Linked DNA regions of Bombyx mori: region 2 is linked to region 1. A link is a contact called in public Hi-C data. All regions are on one chromosome and are shown on one strand. Each heading gives the region's core, a stretch centred on a gene start, on an enhancer-like site or on the middle of the called end of the contact. The rest is flanking DNA. Distances are from core to core; before and after follow the strand shown.

Region 1 (5,967 bases), core at 1,899-4,398:
GATGCTAAAATATCAGCATTTGTAATACTTTTTTTAATTACACAAATCTTCAACATAATCTCTTCGTCATTTAAATACAAACGTCAATTACTTGAATCAATTTCTATAAAAATCAAATTCAATAAATGTATCAATAATAGCTATTACCTGTCGCTACAATGTAATGGTTAAGTTATCAAAATGTCCTTTACCTTGACTCGTTCTCCGAGTACGTTGATGTCGGCTTCAACCAGCGCATGCTTTTGTAATAAATCTTCGACTCCCATCAAATGTTTGCCGTAGTCGTCTGTCAAGAGACGCATCTTGATCTCTTCCATCGAGTCGAGGATGTACAGCATTTCCTGTTCAACAAAAAAATATCTTTAAAAATTAAAACTAAGTCGTGCTAGATGGATAGTAAGTATAAAACACACGATTCCATCAGCTTTCTCAACAGTACGGTACTCACGGCCTCTGTTAAGAATATTAATGCACAGCTTCAGATGTTTAGTTTACGTTGCAATAATTTACTACTGGAGACTAACCTAAGGAAGGTTGACGTGAGGAAGACTACTGATCGTAAATTCATACTAATCACTATGCAGCATGATAAGAGGACCCCACACAGTGTGGGATAAGCGCAAGAACTTCAGACATGAAGTTTAAAAAAATCGATCAATTATGTTGAAATAACGGCTGTCCATGATATATATATCATGGCCAAGTATTGCCGTCACGTCTAAGAGATTCTTGTGGTTAGTGTTACTGATCAAGCCTGCACCGATTGATCATTCCAAATATCATATTATAATGTCAATTGACATGAACAAGTTACATTATTACAAGAATTACATAAAAATTGGATAGACGTCAATTTGAAGGTAAAATAGGGGTCATTAGGCATGTAGATTTCGTCGTTACATTTCAAACTGAAACGCATCATTGTTTTAAGGCTCACAGCATGCCTGTTCACCAGTTGCATCCCTATAAAATAGGTATTAGGAGGTTATGTAGTTAAATAGTGTAAGCTTGCTCATCGCAGCTTTGGCCATTTGAGTCCTTCTTTTGCTCTCCCGTTCGCTTATTTTTTTATCGACCCGCTGCCGGCCACCAAACCATTGGTCAGATCAGATAACTGCGCTCACTGGACTCTCTGTTGCGACCGCCTTGAGAGAAGCCAAAAACCGAAGCGAATGGAAGCTGATGGTACAAATAGCCACGAAGGGCTTTCAGGGAACGATCTTCAGCAATGAAGTATTCGACTAAGAAGAAGAAGAAAAGCAGTTAAATACTTCTATAGCGGACTTCTGGAAGAGCTATTCACCTGGAAGTTCTGTTGCAGCTGCAGGGACAGTTCGAGTCGAGCCCGGCGCGCCCGCAGCAGCTCCAGCAGGTAGGCCCACAGGCGCAGCACGTTGTCGCGCCGCGCGCACACACGCTCGATGTCGTGGTACCTGCATTAATGACGTTTCACAATTTTTATTTATTTATTTTGCGTTATTATGTTTTTTAACTTAATCGCTAAACTAATTGTGACATGGTAATAATAAAAAATTGGCCTCCATTAATGAACTTTGTTTTATTTAACTGTTTTTTTAAACATACATTTTTTTGACTAGGATAGCACGAAAACTCAGACTCCGAAATATTTTACATGCAGTAAATTCTTTTTTTTTTATGCATAGATGGTTGGACGAGCCCACCTGGTGCTAAGTGGTTACTGAGGCCCATAGACTTCTACAACGTAAATGCCGCCACCCACCTTGAGATATAAGTTCTAAGGTCTCAGTATAGTTACAACGGCTGCCCCACCCTTCAAACCGAAACGCATTACTGCTTCACGACAGAAATAGGCAGGGTGGTGGTACCTACCCGTGCGGACTTACAAGAGGTCTTACCACCAGTAATTACGCATAAAAAATTTGCTGGTTTGATTTTTATTACACGATGTTATTTATTATGTTTATAGGGTATATAATTCTGATTATATCAGCAACTAGCTGTACCAGTCAACTTCATTCTGTTAATTTTGTGTCACGATGCGCGCGCATCGTAAAATTTCACTCTCATCAATTTTTCATAACGCACCCAAAGAAGTATAACTTCAAAAACGTATTTGACAAAATATGCGACATGTACCCTTTTCGAAATTGCATATTCATTTATATATTAAGTATAGATGAGATAAGTAGAAATTAGAGTTGTTTTGTTGAAAGCTGATTGTACTGTGATCACGGCCAAGTTTAGAGTGAGACAAAGAGTGACCTCTCGGCCTGCAGCTCCGAGCAGACGGCGACGACGGCCTGCACGCGCTCCTCGTACGCGAAGATGTCGGTCTCGATGGCCTCGTGCTTCTTGGCGGCGGCTTCCACGGCCGCCAGGTCGAACCCGAAGTTGTCCTGGCTCACCAGGCGCTGGTTCTCCGACAGCCAGGTCTCGCGCATCTGAGCTTTACGGTTGAATCTGTGCAATAATCAATATAGTAAGTAACGCTTTTGTAGTAGCATTTGAACTGGACACACATTCCGTTTAGAGAGAGAGGATAAATACACTTTATTGCACATCAAAACACAATTTACATTCAAAAACAGTGAAAAAGCAGATAGATTTGTACAATAGGCAGTCTTATCGCTAAAAGCGATCTCTTCCAGACAACCGTTTAATTTAGAAAAATTCTGGAAAATATAAAAATATAGCAGAAATACTATTGACAATACATTAATATAGAAAATATATACATACAACAAATAGATATGTACCGTTCAGATATAATATGAAATTCTGTTTACAATAGTCCTTTTATTTTTCAAGCTAATAGACAAAACGTGTCGTATTTAACCACGTTAAGTAGTCAAGTATCAATGTGTGACTCATAATTTTTCTAACTATCAACTTTCTAGCACGCACTTAAAATTATCTGCACTGACCAGCAGGGGAGACGACTTGATGTCAAAGTAAAGCGCCCGAGTTCAATGTCGGGCGTGAAGGAGGGAGCACCTCACCATCCGCCTCGAATTATAGTTAACGTTGCAAGCGTGAACTGCTCATGCCGCCAAGCCGCTTTATCTGATGACGTCATATCTATCCAGGAGCCCCGGCTACCATTTAACACTTAGCATACTGTGAGCTATTTATCTAATGTATATGTTATTGTGTGTGAAGTAAGAGAGACCTGGCGGCGAGCTGCTCGAGCTTCTCCTGGCGGATGAGCTCCTCCCGCAGCGCCAGCTCCCGCTCGTGCTCGGCCTTCTCCAGCGTCTCCCAGGCGCGGTTGATGTCGTGGATCATGCGGCCCTCGCGCGGCGTGTACGGGCGCTGGTTGGCGGCGCGCATGCGCGACTGCAGCGTGAACAGCAGCACCTCCAGGTTGCCCTTCTCCACGAACCTGGACACATAACATAACATTAAGATATAGGAATTTCGTTTACTCAACATTTACTTCTTTTTCTCCACCTTATCCGATTAGATTTTTTTTTTGCTTATATGGGCGGACGAGCTCACAGCCCACCTGGTGTTAAGTGGTTACTGGAGCCCATAGACATCTACGACACCCACCTTGAGATATAAGTTCTAAAGTCTCAAGTATAGTTACAACAGCTGTCCCACCCTTCAAACCGAAACGCATTACTGCTTCACGGCAGAAATAGGCATATAGGTGGGGCCGGTACAGCAAATTATTCTATTCCATTATCTTCTATCAGTCGCCATCTCAACACTCATTCCTCTCTCTCATATCGTCATTCACACACTCCATTCATGTCTTCTTCGGCCGACCTCTTCCTGCACTACCATTTCCATACATCTCCTAGTCACATGTATCTTCTCTCTACGCTTCCACACCACACTAACCGTATTATGGACATGTAACATGCTTTTTCAACATTCACTATTTGAAATTTTTAATATATTTTAAATGTCAATAAGAAGTGTGCCAACTTTAGATTGAACCATGTTAAGCTTTGTACAACACAGCATACTTAAAATTCAGCTTGTATTTTTCGCGTGGAACCCGAACGAAAACAGACAAAAAAAAGGTTAAAATCAGATAATGAATACTTGCAAATATATTCATTCAATCACACATCTGGACCAGTTTCCACGCTCTCATGTCCCACATAGCTCGACAACACATACTTAGGCGGTTTCTCGACGGTGCGATAGTTCGCGAACTGAATCAATTGTTGACGCACTCCCTCCAGAGAGTTCGCGAATGTTCTGTCGCCGAGCGCCTCGATTGTTCGCTCGATCCACTGCAGGAGATCGCTGTGAATAAAAATAATATTTATCTATTTATTTAAATTGTATGTTAAAATTAACTTAATAATTCATAAAATTAATTGAATTAATAAAAATTGTCTTGTGGGATATAACAAACAAAACGCATTAAAAGTTACGATAGCCATTTTACAATGTAATGGAAACATTGGCTTCATGTCGGTAGAAGGTATTCTCTATGTTACTATCTATGACCATCGCCTTATCCACTGAATCACTGATGCTACCTTAATAACGTTTATCGCGATAACTGGCACACGAACTCAAATCAAATCAAATCAAAAAAAATTTACTCAACATAAATGAAAGTACATAACTTGTTGAACGTCAAAAGAACTACCGCCAATTCACAAAAACGCAAGAAACTCAGCGGGCATGTCTTTTTTTGTTAATATTAGATAAAAATATATATATTAGATAATTTTTTTATATATTCATTTTTACAATGAACAACGTAACAATGATTGCAATATTAAAATGCCTGGAGCGAGCAACTCATTCCCACTTTGTGCAATCTTCTAGATAATCATTGACTTTATAGTAAGCTTTATTGCACAGATGTTCTTTAATAGTTTTCTTAAACCTATGCATATGTAGGTTCTGAACATCTTGTGGGATTTTGTTGTACAGGCGCACAGACAAACACCCGAATGAATTTCGTATCTTATGTAACCTACTCATCGGCACAACAAGTTTGTGGTTGTTCACTTCACAACTTTCAACGGTCACCGTGACTGACCTGGTGAGCGACTCGTATTCCTGCATCATCTTGTCGTTTTCCATCGCGATACCGACGACCTTTCCGATCCTCTTGCCTTGGACTGTCTCCTGCTTCATCTTGCTGAAGTAGTGATAGTACGTCACCACGTACGTGATGATGGACTTCTCGTCGGGATGGTCGACAGCGATGTCTGTTGGTGAACATCATTTTAGTCATTCAATTTAAGTCACGTGAATAGTATATCTCAAGGGGGGTGGCGCATTTACGTCGTAAATGTCTATGGGCTCCAGTAACCACTTAACACCAGGTGGGCTGTGAGCTAGTCCACCCTCAGACCTCTTGTGAGTCCGCACGGGTAGGTACCACCACCCTGCCTATTTCTGCCGTGAAGCAGTAGCGCGTTTCGGTTTGAAGGGCGGGACAGCCGCTGTAACTATACATAGACCTTGGAACTTATATCTCAAGGTGGGTGGCGCATTTACGTCGTAGATGTCTAAGGGCTCCAGTAACCACTTAACACCAGGTGGGCTGTGAGCTCTACCACTCATCGAAGCAAAAAAAAAAAAGAGAACTCGTAACTGACCTTCCGCGTCAAGCAACTTGGTGAGTCCAAGCTTTTCCTCGGCAACGTTGAAGGCGTTGTTAAGGTTGTGGATAGGGTTGCTCCTGTGCAGTTTCTCGAACTGAACAAGGTCGGGCCTGTGCTTGTGTATGATCGCGTTGAACGCCAACCCGTCCCGCCAGGACGTCGTGAAGTTGCGGACGTTCACGTTGTTATAACCCGCCGTCTTCATTTGACACCAAAGAAGGAGAGCGTCCTTCGCCGATTTCGTTTCCTTGTTGTCGGTTTCTTCGATTGTAATGTCTTGGATCTTGAAAAATAAAACATTTACAGATCAAATTACGGAATAATGTAATCGATGCATTGTGAATGTATTATATGCATTATATGAAATTCTATTCAAGGAATTTGGGAACAAGATCCAAGTTTA
Region 2 (6,460 bases), core at 1,687-4,186, 37 kb after region 1:
ATGCATTTAACTACAATTAAGTATCATCCAAATGAGTTAAAAAATAAGAAAGTTTGTGTTTCTGGACAATTTATACCCATTTAAAATTATATTATATTATTAGGTATAGTCTAGCCAGGTAATATTAACCATCGAAACATTACATAAGTAAAATTGACATCATCATCATCTCAGCCTGTTCACTGTCCACTGCTGAACATAGGCCTCTCCAACCAATCTCCAGTGCGGCTGGTTCATTGCCACCTGTATTCTACGTGACCTAGCGATTCTCACCAGTCGTCGATCCATCTGTTAGGTGGCCGTCCCACACTGCATTTGCCAGTATGTGGTCTCCACTCGAGGATTTTTCCACCCCAATGGCCGTTCAATTTCCGCGCTATGTGGCCTGCCCACTGCCACTTCAGCTTGCTAATCCTAGAGGCTATGTCAGCAACTTTGGCTTTTCTACAGATCTCATTTCTGATTCAGTCTCGTAGAGTAATACCAAGCATAGCCCTCTTCATAGCTCGCTGCGCGACCCTAAGCTTCCTACAAATATCCCTTGTGAAGCACCACATCTTGGAACCGTAAGTCATCACTAGTAAAACACATTAGTTTACACCTGTTTCTTAAGGCACTGAGCGATTTTGGACGGGAACACATTTTTTAATTTACTGAATGCGACCGAACCATTTTTTATTTTGAAATTTATATATTTTCAATTACATAATTATTATTAAAATTTTAATGAAATGGTAGAGACAAATGGGATCCCTGAACCCTTTGACTGGCATGTAAGTCACTGGTGCTCTATCTGGAGCACTGAAACAGTTATCAAGTGCCTGGATTGTCAACTTTTGTTTTTAATATATATTTTAGTCTTTTAGGCTATTTGAAATAGATTCATTCTTAGTATCTTCGGATTCATAGTTGTCCAGAGTTTACTAGACATTTCAGTGTCTTAGTAACAGAAATTGACATAAGAACTTCAGTGCACCACGTAGGGTATTGGCAACCTACACGGCAATCAAAGGATTAATAATACCATAATGCCATGTCTGTCTAAATATAATATACGCTGATTCTGATCTAGAGGCTATGGACAAAATCCTTGTATATACTCAACTATGACAGCTCAATTAAACATTTCTCCAGTAAAAGATACTTACCAAATATTAAAGAGCATTCTCTGGTGCGAGGAGCTTAAAACATTAACAGAAAATGGTTTAATCTATTTTGGCATGTAAAAAAACCTAAATTAGTAGCTGAATATATACAGCATGTGGTTTTAAAGATCCAAAAGAAAGAAGCTCACCACAATAAAGTTATCCAACATTCAAAGCAATATTTTTAATCAGTCTGAAGATTAGTTGGATGTTTTACAAATCTCATATTATCTCTTTTGTTTTATTGAAATGGATAATTTCTGTGAGAGATTAAATGGAGAATGAAGGTATAGCTAGAATAGCTGTGATAACCAATATAGCCCAATTATTACGAGGTTGAAGTGACATTATATTGGCATATTGGGAAGGTACATTGGCTCTAGAACAGATGGCATCTAGGGCCAAAAAGTTCAAAAAGTGTGTTCTAAAGTGTGTGGTTGTATGGATTATTGAAGGATGTGGCAATTTGCTAGATGCAGACTACACTGAACCCGGCATTGTGGTGAACTTTGGGGGAGGTCCCAGGTAGTTCAAGTGACAAATAGTTGTCTTTACATTTCTTAATAAATTTTTAAAATTATCCTTAAGAGTGTAATTTTATCAACACTCTCACATTGTTGCTCACAGTTAGTCTGCACTAAGTGCACTGCAGTTATGATGCAATATTTATTAAACGATGTCCTACATAATCAACAACCGACTTGAAAATCAAACTGTTAAATTTTAGTTAAGGAAAACTTTTTGGTGACAATTAAGGTCAAATTTTAGAATCATTTTTAATGCATTCAATTATGATAATGGTAGTTATTAATTAATTACTTGATTTTTGTTTAATTACTCATGAAGATTTATTTCCATATTTGAATTTTGAACTTTTCTAGCATGAATGTTTGGAACAGTTCCACTTTGATTTCTTATCTTGTTCTGTAAACGGAGATCCACCCAGATGTCTATAAGAGTGGACTAATGGTAATGAACCATCCGATTTTTCATTACTATGTTTATGACCAATGTCTTGTTTATGATGGTAAATATGATTTTAATCTCTTGACCTAGAAAAATTTCAAATGTACAACCGATAGGTAGCTATTGGCGTATTTAGTTTTTTCGATTATTTGTTTTTTTAATTTAACCAATTATACACAACTTCAGACATTCCATAACTAGCTTTCACTAACGGCATTTAAGGAAGCGTCTTTATCAAATAGCTCAATTGCATCTGACTATTAAGAAGTTTATGAAACATTATAATAAATTAGTAACAGTACTGGGTACAAATTACAGATGAATATTTTTCATTAAAATAAAAGAAATGGGCTTAAATAGAGTTGGCCTAAATAACTGTTTCGAATGATTCTCAATAATATTTCGTTGACAATAAACGTTTTACGAATAAAACATGATATTACATATAAATTGTTTTAGAACTTACGTTCTCCTGCGAGTCCAAGGTATGCTATTACAGCACAGTCAAGCACATAAAATTCGTCAGCACACTAAATACACTAGAATACGCGAGTTGGCGGTCAGCCGTCTGAGAACTAATAAATAGGATTCCACGCCACTTACACTATGAAAACAGTTTTTTGACATAACACAGTTCACTTTTTGTCTGAAACTTTTATGTAGCCGTTAATCATGTAAAAACGACTTGTACTATCATCCGTGAATACGAGTACGAACACGGCATCGAGCGAAGCGAAAGACCGACCGCGAAAACCATAGATTATACACTTAATATATTCGGCGAAAACCAAAAGCCAACCAACTTCGGTCCGCCCATATCACAGAGTAAATAGCTCGAGAAGTGCATTTATTAATTTTATCATATTAGCAGCAATAGTATATTTAGTTCGTTACATAGGTAGTAAATTTACTAAATTTTGACTATAGAAGTCAGGGAAAGAGTTTACGCAAGAACAATTTGTTCGGTTACTAGCTAGAATGTCTCCGATTCTCTAGCTATTGATTAGTTATTAAGTCAACATCTTCCATTTTTAGCAGTACTTTATATTCTGGGCTTATCTTCTCCTTAACTCTGTCCCTTAAACCTATTTTATGTCCCCACAAACATACTCTATCAGTTAAGCAGGACCTAAGGACTTTTAGTAGGAACGCGAAGGACGAAGTTGTATAAATTGTTTTCGTTTATTTATTTAGCGTTTCATAAAGTTTCAACGTATAACATTTTTAGCTTATTAACCGTTTAGCATCTGTTGTAGTACATAAGTATGGGACAATGAATTAAATCCGCTGGACGTGGCTTCTTGGTTCTTCCAAAAAGTCTACTGAAGTCTTAAAAAATAACCATTGTTTCAATCTAAATTTTGGGACACGTTAATTCAACAGTTTAGAGTTTCTATTTGGTAAAAAAATATTGGGCCGTAGAAACAATGTTTCAAACATTATCTGATGTTTTTTTTAAATATTAATTAATCTAGTTTAATTTAATTATTATAATTTAATTATAATAGTTTAATTTAATTAACTAGATTATTTCAATAATAAACTTATTTGATCCATTAAACGACATTGTAAATAGCATTAACTGAAATATCTTTTATCCAATCTCTTCTAATCACTCTTTGAGAAAGTGATGTCATCGCAACATTCTTATATCTTAGTGAGGGGCAAAAGAAAAAAAAACGAATTTATGACTTAAAAAGTTAACCGATTTGAATAAAATGAAATGTTAAAAAAAGCTTTTAAATTTTCTAAACCTTTAGAGAAACTTCAATTTTATTTACATATTTGAAACAAATAAATTGATGTTCGCTAATTTTCTTTGCTATGCAGTCATCAAAGACCACAGATCAATACATTATCACAGACTATAAAAGATGAGCATGGACTAGTTTGAAAATTTTCCTTTCAATTCGATAGATGGCAGTGGCAGTAGTTTGTGGATAGTAAATGGCCCGTGTGGCCCTTAAATTAGTAGGTACGTGGAAAGAAGATTGCTATCTTCCTCGTGCTTCTCCATTCTAAGTATGGAACTAACCCGCACCAACTTGAAGCCCCTTCAGGTTATTCAATCCCGATTCTGCAGGATAGCCGTCGGAGCACCATGGTTCCTGAGGAACGTGGATCTCCACGATGACCTGGAGCTTGACTCTGTCAGTAAGTATCTACAGTCGGCATCGCTGCGCCATTTTGAGAAGGCGGCACGACATGAGAACCCTCTCATCGTAGCCGCTGGAAATTACATACCCGACCCAGTAGACCGAATGGTAAACCGTCGACGTCGCCCAAAGCACGTCATTACGGATCCTCCTGATCCATTAACGGTGCTCTTAGGCACCACAAGCACCGGTCACCGTCCTCGTCGAACCCGTCGCTTGCGACGAAGGGCTCGACGAGCGAACTAACCCATAGACACAGCCCACTGAGTTTCTCGCCGGATCTTCTCAGTGGGTCGCGTTTCCGATCCGGTGGTAGATTCTGCGAAGCACTGCTCTTGCTAGGGTCAGTGTTAGCAACTCTCCGGTTGAGCCCCGCGAGCTCACCTACAAACGTTAGGGTGAAGCTGAAATAGCCTCTCAAGGCTATCAGCATAGGTAGGAAAAAAAAAAAATGGAACTAGATCTTTAAAAGAACTGGATAGACTAGAATATTTAAAGTAAGAGAAGATATTCAGAATTGGGTTCTAAAAGAAACTGAAATATTCATGACGCCGAAACTGAAATATTCATGACATTCCTTTGGAAAATTACCGCATTGCTTTTAAAATCTTTACTAAATACCCCGCATTTTAAAATGATATGGTAAATCATTTTATTCGGTTTATATTTTTATAGTTTTTTCGGTACCGCCAGTTAAAATTGTGTTACAATATTCTTTTTTACGAATATGTAGTTAGGGAAAATTTACTTAAACTAGAGAAATTGGCTTCAAGTTTTAAGTTTTTTTTTATTGCCTAGATGTGTGTACAAGCTCACAGCCCACTTGGTGTTAAGTGGTTACTGGAACCCATAGAAATCTACAACGTAAATGCGCCACACACCTTGAGATATAAGTTCTAAGGTCTCAGTATAATTACAACGGTTGCCCCACCCTTCAAACCGAAACGAATTACTGCTTCACGGCAGAAATAGGCGGGGCGATGGTACCTACCCGTGCGGACTCACAAGAGGTCCTACTTACCACCAGTAATTACGCAAATTATAATTTTGCGGTTTTGATTTTTATTACACGATATTATTCCTTCACCGTGGAAGTCAATTGTGAACAATTGTTAAGTACGTATTTCATTAGAAAAATTAGTACCCGCCTGCGGGATTCGAACACCGTTGCATCGCTATATATACGAATGCACCGGACGTCTTGTGCTTTAGGCCACGACGACTTCAGTAACAATTAGTAACAGTTCAGAGGACTTTATTGAGGATTTTACACTAAAATTTAATTGAAAAACCGGATTCGTAGTAACGGAAGTTGATAGAGCAGCATATCGCGTAGACTTTACAGATTTAAAAACAATTCAAATATAAGTATAATTTACCAGTCCAACGGTTTACGTATCGAGGATGCCTCACCTTTCGGCCTAACGCAGATGCTCATTTTCGCCGACACCTGCACCGAGAAGCCAGGAGGAAACGGACGGCGCAATGCCATCATGCCGATGACCCCGACAATGAGGACACCGCGGAACACACGCTTGCTGTCAGCTTTGCCTCGGCGGATCAACGCACCGCGTTTATCGTGTTTATAGAAGAGGACTTGTCGTTGCCGACCGTCGTACTAACGATGCTTGGCAGCGATGCGTTCTGGAAAGCGATGCTCAACTTATGTGAGTCCACCATCACGTGGAAGGAAATGGCGAAATGAGAGACGAAGAACTCTTCCCTCTCCGCACCGACCTGTCGCCGTCAAGCCGGGGAGAAACGTAAGAGCTCTGGTTCGGGTTCTGTAGGCGGCGGCCTTCCCCCGGTGAAGATCACGGGGTGACCTGAGGAGGTCGACGTTGCGCGGCAGGCTACCAGCACTCTAACGCACCATAGCAACAGCAACGTGAAAAGAGCGCGACCTGGCGAGCTGGGACGGGGACGAGCTGCCGTATCGAGATGGCAAACGTTCCAGAGCCTTCGTTTCGCCTCGAAGGCTCCGTTGGCCGAGCGTCCTTAGGGTGAGCCTCGCTTCTGGTTGCAGTGTGACCGCGGTAACTACCTTAACCTGCCCCAGTGTTGGCCTCGCGGGGGATCGGACGCTTGGGCGAAAGTGCAGGAAAGTCGTTTAGTGGGTGGGATCACGTACCGCTCCCACTATCGACGGATCGAGTTACGTGAGGCTGGACGCTCGCACTGGACGTAAGGCCA

The links. A called contact is a pair of places that touch in the nucleus more often than the background predicts.
Region 2: a contact with region 1 is called in a Hi-C map of whole pupa, with 2.3 times the contacts expected there. The contact joins the promoter of LOC101738175 here to the enhancer-like site in region 1. A contact is called at or near these places in 5 of 7 Hi-C or Micro-C datasets (midgut, posterior silk gland and whole pupa).

Annotation. Positions count from the first base shown.
Region 1 is chr18:11,122,538-11,128,504 of ASM3026992v2, forward strand. LOC101738175 (spectrin beta chain) reads right to left here. Exons shown (of 36, transcript XM_062673728.1): 5 at 5,559-5,847; 6 at 4,994-5,165; 7 at 4,114-4,242; 8 at 3,152-3,364; 9 at 2,245-2,442; 10 at 1,304-1,433; 11 at 192-341. Among protein-coding and RNA genes, the nearest start is that of LOC134200581, 13 kb to the left of the region's middle. Within about 2 kb of position 3,149, at least 4 of the 8 cell types and tissues checked have open chromatin away from gene starts, as enhancers often do.
Region 2 is chr18:11,160,191-11,166,650 of ASM3026992v2, forward strand. LOC101738175 (spectrin beta chain) reads right to left here and starts at 2,937. Exons shown (of 36, transcript XM_062673728.1): 1 at 2,578-2,937.